Linked DNA regions of Rattus norvegicus: regions 1 and 3 are each linked to region 2. The links are chromatin contacts, called in public Hi-C maps. All regions are on one chromosome and are shown on one strand. Each heading gives the region's core, a stretch centred on a gene start, on an enhancer-like site or on the middle of the called end of the contact. The rest is flanking DNA. Distances are from core to core; before and after follow the strand shown. Region 1 has its middle 56 kb from the start of Gadd45g. Region 2 overlaps LOC102555869 (a long non-coding RNA gene). Region 3 overlaps LOC120097809 (a long non-coding RNA gene).

The links. A called contact is a pair of places that touch in the nucleus more often than the background predicts.
Region 1: a Hi-C map of liver shows a contact between it and region 2, with 4 times the contacts expected there. The contact joins two enhancer-like sites. A contact is called at or near these places in 3 of 12 Hi-C or Micro-C datasets (kidney and liver).
Region 3: a Hi-C map of liver shows a contact between it and region 2, with 6 times the contacts expected there. The contact joins two enhancer-like sites. A contact is called at or near these places in 3 of 12 Hi-C or Micro-C datasets (kidney and liver).

The regions. Positions count from the first base shown.
Region 1 is chr17:13,473,097-13,476,293 of GRCr8, reverse strand. No RefSeq gene overlaps it. Among named protein-coding and RNA genes, the nearest start is that of Gadd45g, 56 kb to the left of the region's middle. Within about 2 kb of position 1,738, at least 17 of the 93 cell types and tissues checked have an H3K27ac peak or open chromatin away from gene starts, as enhancers often do. A contact at or near this core is called in liver, where this site is marked.
Region 2 is chr17:13,230,297-13,233,414 of GRCr8, reverse strand. LOC102555869 (a long non-coding RNA gene) reads left to right here. Exons shown (of 4, transcript XR_010059393.1): 2 at 1-1,428. Among named protein-coding and RNA genes, the nearest start is that of Gadd45g, 300 kb to the left of the region's middle. Within about 2 kb of position 1,539, at least 6 of the 93 cell types and tissues checked have an H3K27ac peak or open chromatin away from gene starts, as enhancers often do. A contact at or near this core is called in liver, where this site is marked.
Region 3 is chr17:13,391,481-13,394,682 of GRCr8, reverse strand. LOC120097809 (a long non-coding RNA gene) reads left to right here. Exons shown (of 3, transcript XR_005495575.2): 3 at 1-3,202. Among named protein-coding and RNA genes, the nearest start is that of Gadd45g, 140 kb to the left of the region's middle. Within about 2 kb of position 1,697, at least 2 of the 93 cell types and tissues checked have an H3K27ac peak or open chromatin away from gene starts, as enhancers often do. A contact at or near this core is called in liver, where this site is marked.

The sequences.
Region 1 (3,197 bases), core at 489-2,988, 240 kb before region 2:
TGTTCTTCTTCCCTGGGGCTGACTAGAAATTATTGAAATCAAGGCCCTGGGTTCGGTCCCCAGCTCCGAAAAAAAAGAACAAAAAAAAAAAAAAAAAAGAAATTATTGAAATCACGGAAGGAGGCGGGGAAATGCTGCAGCCAGCACAGTGCTTGCCTGGAACCGTGGGGACCCGGGTTCAGTTCTAACCATCCATATGGAACGCTGGGCGTGGTGGTGCAGGCTTAGAGTCCGGGAGCTGGGGAGGCAGAAGTAGACGTAGGCAGGATGCTGCGGCTTGGTGGCCAGCAGGCTTGGCCTATTTGGTGAGCTCCGTGATAGTGAAAGGTCCTGTCTCAAAGCCAAACAAACAAAAGAAAAACCAGGCCGGTAATGCTTGAAGAACGCTGACACCTGAGGCTGACCTCTAGTCTTCACATGTACCGACCCACATACATGTACGCACACATACGTGCATGTACACATACACGCGCATACATGCACACACACGTGCACACACATACCGCCCTCCCCACAAATACACTCATAAAAACACACACAAACACACACATAAAAGTATATACATAAACACACACATAAGAACATACACACATAAACACATAAGAGCACACACACACACACACACACACACACACACACACACACACACACCACAGAGGGTACAGAAACTGCAGCATGCTTCACTTCTCCAAGGCATGTGTGAGCTCTCTGTGCTAGGTCCATGCATTTCATAGGCTTAGGGACGATTCTTATTTACAGCTTAATGAAACCGAATATCACAGTAGGGCACCAGTCAGGAGGTCTTAAGTGGTCACACAACCTTCCCCAACCTAGAGAGAGCTCCAGGGTTCATCAGAGCCTGTCCCTTGCACTGTCACCTGACTAGAGGAGGAGAAGAGGGGCCACAAACCAGAAACTCACCCCAGGAAACAGTACAACTCCATTGATTGGTTATTTTTTTTCCCAAGATTTCCTTTAGCATTTAGTAATGATGTCTGTGACCAGAGCAAAAAGAACTTTGTCCTGTTTAAAAAAAAAAAAAAAAAAAAAAAAAACCTCTCGGAGGTGGAGATTGTCCCTTTACTGTGTCTACCCTGATACCCAGGGACAAAGACAAGGAGCCCTGAAGGCATCAGAGCCCTGCCTGATGGCTCCATCTTGGACATCAGGACGGCACAGAAAAGATCTTACGTGCTTTTTGTCATCTGCCAGCAGCTGCTGTGGTGCGGACACCATATGCTCTCCCATGCATGCCAGAGAGCTTTGTGCTCAGGGGTTCGTTCCACAGATAGAGCTGATACACAGGGACTTGGGACACACCCAGGCGATGGGGTGGGGGGGAGAAGGAGCACACAAAGATGAAACCCCGGAGGGATGTTTCCACAGAGACCTTTCTTCTGCAGATTTCTGTCCCCCTGGCCATGAATGTGCAGACAGACACAGGGCAGCTCCCTTGTTTTCTGCAGAGCCTCGTACAGTCTCCACCCAACTCTCTGAGGCAGAACACCGTGTAATCACGCACAGCCCGCACAACCTCTTGCCACCAGGATTCTCATTTCTCGTTCTGTTATGTTAAACCTGACATTTGTCACCGGGAAAGGGCTCTCAGAATGGCACACACGTATCTGAAGGTCAGCAAATGCTGAGGTTCCTGCCTGGCTCTGGGACAAACCTTGAGTGTCACTGGGCTTCCGCCAACGGAGAGCTGAGCCAGAGCCCGAGTGACCGAGATTCAGGAGGGCAGCCAGGAATGAGTGAGCAAACCGTCTATGGAGTGGCCTCTTCTTAGGACAAGTGGAGCACAAATACTATAGGGGAAAAGAAGGGAAACAGCCCCTCTGGCTGGCGGCCCTGCAGGAGGCAGCCATCTCTTCTGCTAATTGAAAACAAAAGGAGAGAGTTGTGAAACACAGGCCCGGGGCAATCAGTACCTCCCACCCCCACCCCCACCCCCTCAGCTCAGGGCTCTTGACTGTGCACAAACCTGCGTACCCTGTTTGGGCCAAGCGCACTGTGGCCCCCCACCCCAGAGGCCACAAGCCCAGCACATTGCACAACACAGTACTGTCATCTGTCGCTTTGCTGAAGGCCCTCAGGGAAAACAGAGGCAGCTGACACTAGCCATCTGGAAGTCCTCCTGGGGTCCTGCTGCTGTTGGAGGTGTTGCTGTCTGGGCTCCTGTGCACGGAAAACTGCCATGTCCCTATTGCCAGCTACTGCCCTCAGTCTACCCGTCTCTCGGGACTGCATGGGGGCACAATCATGCAGTTCTTGGTGCCCCACTCCGTCTTAGATTGTCCTGCTCTGCCATGTGTTTTAGCTGGGTGACTGCTGACCTCAGACTCCTCCCGATGCTCTGATCAGTAGCTGAGGCCGGATACACAGGAGCTCTGAGCTGTCCCTAGGGGACTTCAGAGCAAAGTGTCCCCTAGGGACTGTGTCTCCCCCACTTCCCCATACCCCGGCACTGTGTGGACATACACAGGCCCCTCTCCTGTGCCTTACCCCTGAGTGCACGAGTTTTGAGAAGTCACCGGAACTGCTACCTACCCTTTGCTCCCGCCTGGCTCTTCAATCGTCACAAGAGGAGACCTGGGGAACCTGTCTGCAGAGAATGAGCATTACCATCTGTATGGCCCAAGCTCTCGAGGCCTTCACGGCTCTGCCTTAAGACTGCACGTATGTCCAAACATGTGTGCCTCTTATCCTTGGAACCGCACAGATTTGCACCCAAGGGCACCGGGGGTCTGGGGGTGGAGAGGAGACACAAGACCTGAGCAGGACTCTGTGTTTGTTTTTGTTCTTTTTGAGACAGGGTCTGGTGTAGCCTAGGCTGGGTTAAATTTGTTGTGTAGGTTAGTCTTGCCTCAACTCCTAAGTGTTGGGATTACAGGCATGGACCACCTTTTGGCATGGCCAGTTAGTATATGTTGGGGGGATACAACCCATGACTTACTGCACGGGGAGCCACATCTCAGCCCCCAGCCCTGCACAGGACCTGGAGCAGCCTTTTGAGATGGTTCACATCCCAAAGGCCTAGGACTGATCCCCCGCAACACTACACCCAGAAATAGCCTTAAGGAACACTGGACCTGATAGGGGTACCCATCCTGTCCCCTCGGGTCACAAGCAGCTTCCAAAGTTCCCCTTCAGGTGTGTCCCTGGGCCTTGTGGATACTCAGGAGCACAGGTCTTTG
Region 2 (3,118 bases), core at 290-2,789:
GAGGCCGGGGATGACCCGGAAGCTATACAGGACCCATCTGTGACAGAGAAGAAGAATCCATAGTAGCTGTCGCACAACGGAAGCCCTGGAAGCAAAGCTAAGAACCCATCACGTGGCTGGGATGCCATATAGTGTCCAAAACAGAGCTGTTAACCAGGGTCTGCTGCTGGCCCAGCACTTGCTTCTTCTAGACAAAATAGCCGGTTTCCCAGGATTTTGCAAGTGGCAGATGAGACCTGAATGGTTTCACACCAGATCTTGGCAGGGATTTGTTAACCCTGTTTGCAAGGTTGTCCTAGACTGGATCACAACGTACATAGAAATGGGTCTGAAATTCCCTTGTAGAACAAATTCCTTAGTACAGCTTTCCATCTGGAAATTAACCTTGCAAAAATGCTAACAGGACTGGAAGGTGCCTCGGTGGGGCCAGATGACCATGGTAGCACACACATCTGCGAGCCCAGCATTCTTACGGTGAGATGGGAAACTAAGACAAGAATCCACAGAGGCTTGAGGGCCGGCTAGCCTTGGAATGTGCAGCAGGGAACAATAAGAGTGTCTCAGACAAAAAGGCCCTGTGTGGTTTAATAGGACCAGCGGAGGTTGTCCTATGATCTCCACCCATGAGCTTCGGTATGCTTCCCCAACAACGTTAATAAGAAGGGCAAGGATAAGAACAGTGAGCGTAGACCAGCGGCAGCTGAACAGATAGATGGTACCATTTATTTGGTCCAGCCCAATGCCCTGCTAGCATCTCTGTTTGCTTTGATCTGCATGCATGATCTGCTCCTCTCCGGGGGATGGAGAATGCAAAGGGACTAGATCTTACTCCAGGGTACACTTTTAGCATCGAAGCCACTGCAGCCTGTGGCAAGCACGCAGGAGGGTGGAGGAGACTGTCGCCTCTGCTGGACACCGTGAATCAGTGCTTGTTCTGCACTTACAATGCACATCATCACCATAGAAACCTGGCAAGAGCTGGGTAAGAGTCTGTGGGTTCTGCCAAATGAATGTTTTGCTGTTATGATTCGCAGCGATCCTATTAAATCACAAGGAGTGTTTTTCTGCTGGGCAGCAGATGCTGTCATAAAACACGTTCGTCCTCAGATTCGCACGCAGGCACGCAGCCCTTTGACCAGCCCCACCGTGCGTGTTGACATAGGCGGGCTGCAAACGCCACCCACAGCTGTGGGCTTGCTGCAGGGACTCCCCTGCAACAGGTGTGTGTTTTAAAGGACCCTGAACCTGGATTTACAGTGGGGCCAGCTGCTGCCTTTGGGACTGACCATTTGTCATCTCTAGATGGGTCACCCTCCTCAAAGACTGGCTTGTTGGAAATTCTATCCTCGCCATGGGACCCTGTCGTAATTCTCATTCTGCTGGCTTCTGCTAGCATGGAGGGAAGAAGTCGGACGGTTTGCCCAAGCTGTAAGTAACAAATCAAACCAAAGAAACAAAACACCCGCTTAGACCAGGCGGTACTGAAGCATTCTAGAGAGCTGAGAGCTGAAAGTCCCAAGGTTGGTTAGGAACCAAGTCCTTGCCTCCTCTGGCAGAGTCCAGAGGTGACACCAGGCTCTACTTTGTAGAACAGGCAGCATTAGCTCTAAACACCATGGCCGACTAAATGTCCTCCCCAAGAAAAATATTGCGGGCAGTTTCTATTCTGGGAGGAACTTTTGGTAAACAAAAACTTCATCTGAGTACCACTCATCACTATACTGAAGAAGGGGGAAAGACTTAAAATAGCAAAATGTACTATTTTTGTTGGCTCGAAGCCCATGTTCTTCCACCGGCTTTGGGGCTTTAAGACCCACACTCCTAGAGTACTCTTGGGGCTTCCTAACAAGGTTTAACTTGAGTGGTGCCGGGCTGTACAGTTTTCTTTCTCAAAGTGAAAGCGACACGTGTTCAGAGGAGACCTGAAAGACCCCAGAATGTAAATCAGTAAACTGTTTGCAGACCTGACACACAATCTCCTGACCTATCACTGTGGGCCTACTGATTTGTGCTGTTCATTCCTCTTACAGAGAGACTTGGAGGAAATGTGGGGAAGCTGGGTCTCCAAATAATGAGGGTGAGAGTCAGACCCAGAAGTACAGATGTCAGAGTAACAGAAGCCAGAGGGAAATGATGACCTGGGATGCTGTGCTCTACCCAGGGTCCCTCTGTCCTTTACATCTGTGGCTCTTAGGTGCTGAGGATGGCCTTAGAGCACCTGCATGAGGTCCTGAGTTCAATCCCCGGCACTGGAAATAAAACAAGTTGCAAGGTCCAGGCAGAACTACTCAGCCTCCTTCAGGCTCAGGCACAAACTTTCAGAGATTTGTACAAGACTACAGGGGCCTTGGGAGATGGGTCAGTGGAGAGCGACAAACCCCTAGATTCATGGTATGGAGCTAAAGAGTCCTATGTCTCAGGACCTGCAGCTGCAGGGGTCTCGGAGTTCAATTGGCTGAGAGAAAGAGCCTCTCAGGCTCCATCTCCCTTGGCTGACAGGGCTCTCACACCGAAGAGTGCATGGCTGGGCTGCTAATCGGATGGGTGTAGACCTTAGCTATGCACAAGAGGGTAGACTGAGGGTCTCATGGCCTCTTTCCTTCTTCAGGAAATTGAAATTACAGACCTAGACTAAGCCTCAGATGAATGGGAGTGTCCATCTCTGCACGTGTTTGCAAGGATTGGGGTGGGCCGAAGCCTCTGGGGCACTAGTTACAGGTCCACAGTGGAGATCCTGAGAAGCCTGGACTGTGTGTCTTTGGGACAAGCTTAAATACCTAAAGGAAAAGAAAGATGCCTGAATGGGATTTGGGGCTCTTTCTTCCAGGCACGAGAGATCCAGCCCTGGATAAACGCAGAAAGGACTCACGTTCTTGGAAGGGTTTGTTTTGTTATTGTTCTGTTTGTTCTTCTTCTTCTTCTTCTTCTTTTTTTTTTTTTTGATTCAAAGTCTTAGCTGACTTAGAACTCACTGTGGGCCAGATGGGCCTCAAGTGTATAAAGATCAATCTGCCTTTGCCTCCTGAATGCTGGGATTAAAAGCATGTACCACCATGCCTGACTTTGGTGGCAAGGACCAAACAGACGGACAGTTCCCAGACAGCCCATGGTAGGGTGA
Region 3 (3,202 bases), core at 448-2,947, 160 kb before region 2:
ACAGGCCTGTGAGAAACCCTGTCTCAAAAACCAAGGAAGACAGTGTCCTGAGGAATTATGCCTCAGATCTCTCTCTCTCTCTCTCTCTCTCTCTCTCTCTCACACATACACATAGACACACACACACATATATACACAGGTATACACACACATACACACACATACACACCCCCCACATACACACACATACATATACACATACACACATACACACACACACCATACACACACATATACTCATACATAGATATACATACACACACATACACACACACACATAGACACACATATATATACACGTATATACATAGACACACACAAACATATATACACACGTATACACACACATACACACATACCATACACACACATATACAGATACATAGATATACATACATACACATAGGCACATACACATACACACACGCACCATACACACATACATATATACATACATAGATATACATACACATACACCTACACACACACCTACACACACACACACATAGACACATACATACACACACATATACACACACATACACACCATACACACACATACACATACACATACACATACACACACACACACACACACACACACACCCCTCTAAATTCTTGGCTCCCTATACCTGCCGTTTGCAGCCTCTCTGAGTGACATGTTCCCTACAGAAGCAGCATCCCTTGTTTGTGCTAACAGTCACCGCTTTTCCTGCTTCTCTTTCTTCACTTGAGTAGCCAAAGACGGCTCGATACCGAGAGGAAATCATCTCCAAATAAGACAAATCACAGCACCCTGTTTACACAGCAGCAACTCAATTACTGTTTACCCTTTCTGCAGTGAAGGTTATCATGATACTCAAAGAGAGACCCAGAGCTGTCTGCCCTTTCCCCACTTCTGCAGGAGCCGGTCTCTTGACCAGACAATTACCGTAAAATACTCTCTCTCTCTCTCTCTCTCTCTCTCTCTCTCTCTCTCTCTCTCTCCTTAGTGAGAGAGATCATATCAGTTCCTCAGAGTGGGAGGTATTATATGGCCTCAATCCTTCTGAATAGACACGGGCAGGCTTGACACACTCTCTGGGAGTGATTTCTGTCTTCAGGGTTTCTATTGCTCTGATAAAACATTGCGACCGAAAGCAACTTGGGGAAGAAAGGGTTTATTTAGCTTATACTCCTAGGGCATCCTTAAGGGATGTCAGGGCAGGAACTTGGAGGCAGAGATCATGGAGGAGTGACACTGGTTTCTTTCCCCTTGACTTTCTCTGCCTGCTTTCTTACAGCACCTAGCACCTCTAGCCCAGGATTGCGCACCTACACTGAGCTGGGCCCTTTCCTATCAATCATAAGAAAATGTACCACAGGCTAGCCCATAGATCAATCTGGTGGGAACATATTCTCAATGGAGGTACCCTCTTCTAAGCGACTCCAGCTATCTCAAGTTGATAAAAGAACTGGGCAGCGCATGCAATGAATCTAAAGAGCTAGCTAGGTTTCTGGAGAAATGGGCTGACGGTTTAAGATGGTTTTTTGGGCCACTGTGTCTGAGGTATGGGGAGCTATCTGGAGGTTGCTCATGGGTTCAAAAGCAAGAGGACATGGCTGAGTGACTGGAGGGCTGTGTGAAGGAGTGGGTGCCAGGGACAGGCTGTTGACAGCCACTTTCTCACAGCTATCAGAAAGACAGTAACTACCAGGCCCTGAGGCTGATGGCTGATCCAGAGTTGGGTAATCTTGTGGTATGTATTGATTTTTGCATCATGCTAGACCAAGATTAATGAGTGTTTGGTTTCTTTCTAGCCCAGTTTTCTTAAGGCTCCCAAAACAAAAGTAATTGTCTGCAGGGGCAAGTATGGGAGAGTACACAATGCCACCAGTTCCGGAACCGTAAGGGCCACACCGTGCTCCACTTTGTTCTCCAATTAAGATCTCTGAAGTGCCCTTTGCTAGTGGCTTTGGTGTCTGTGGTCAGGCTTGTGACTGGATTTTCTTCCACAGGCCCTATATCTATATTCATCAATATCAATATCTGTCTGAGGCTCCCCATAGGTCCTGGGCCCTGCTTCTGCCCAGTGCCTCAAGCAGCAAACATGTATTTAGGTGCTGGGGTCCCCTCGGCTGGTGCAGGTATGATGGCCACAGATATGTGTGCGTGTGTGTGTGTGTGTGTGTGTGTGTGTGTGTGTGTGTGTGTGTGTACCAGGACATGCAGGGGATTTCAGTTTTCTCTTACCACGTGGGTTCTGGAGACTGAACTCAGGTCATTAGACTTTAACCTACTGAGTCAGCCACCTTGCTGTCTCTACACACACGTGTTCTGAGACAGGTTCTGTCAGTGCACCCGACACCCACAGATTCTGCAATACCAGCTGGCCACCGAGCTTCAGAGGTCGCCGGCTCCATTCCCCCAGCACTGGAGTCCCAGACATCTGTGTTGCCGCATCTACTTGTGTGAAGGTTCTAGGGACATCAGTTCCGGTCTTCACACTTGCCCAGCAGATGGTTCACTTCCCTAGACCCTCGATGACTCTCTTATGTCTTTTTAAGATCAAACGTGTCTCCTTGGTGACACCGGCTCCAGGGCTCACGGAAATGTTTAGAGACAGCTGGTCCCGTTGCAGTCCTCACCTAACCTGTCTCTATGGAGCTGGCGAGTCACCACGCTCATCCGATGCTCTTCCTCCCCAGCTCTCTGCCAACAGGCAACAAACCAAACACGATGTGCATTTGTCTCTGGGTCCTCTGCTGACTGAGCCGAACTCCTAGCTTGGGGATGCTGTCATGAATGCATGCCCGGGTGTTTCTGCAACATGCCTTACACATCTGACTGGTTTCATCACCACAGAACTGTGCAAGCGAGTTTTTGTGTTTGTTCTAAGCACCCCAAACCCCATGTCTAGGAATATGGAGGTGCAGAGGAACCCCAGCCTCAGACCACACGGCTTGGTCTTGGCAAACAGCTGGCCAACGTCCTCAAGTGACTCTTTGAATGGAAGTCTTACGTAAGAAAAAACATTTGTTTTGTGGGGAAGACAGCTTCTTAGAAAGGGCATGTTTTAGCTCTTTTTGGACCATGGCTTTGATGTGCGGACACTCGCCATTTACACACTAAGGTGTGTGCTTGGGTTTGGGGTCAGCCTTTTGATACATCATCTAAGACCCGTGAGATCTGTGGACTTTGACAGTGCAGGAAGCAGGTGTT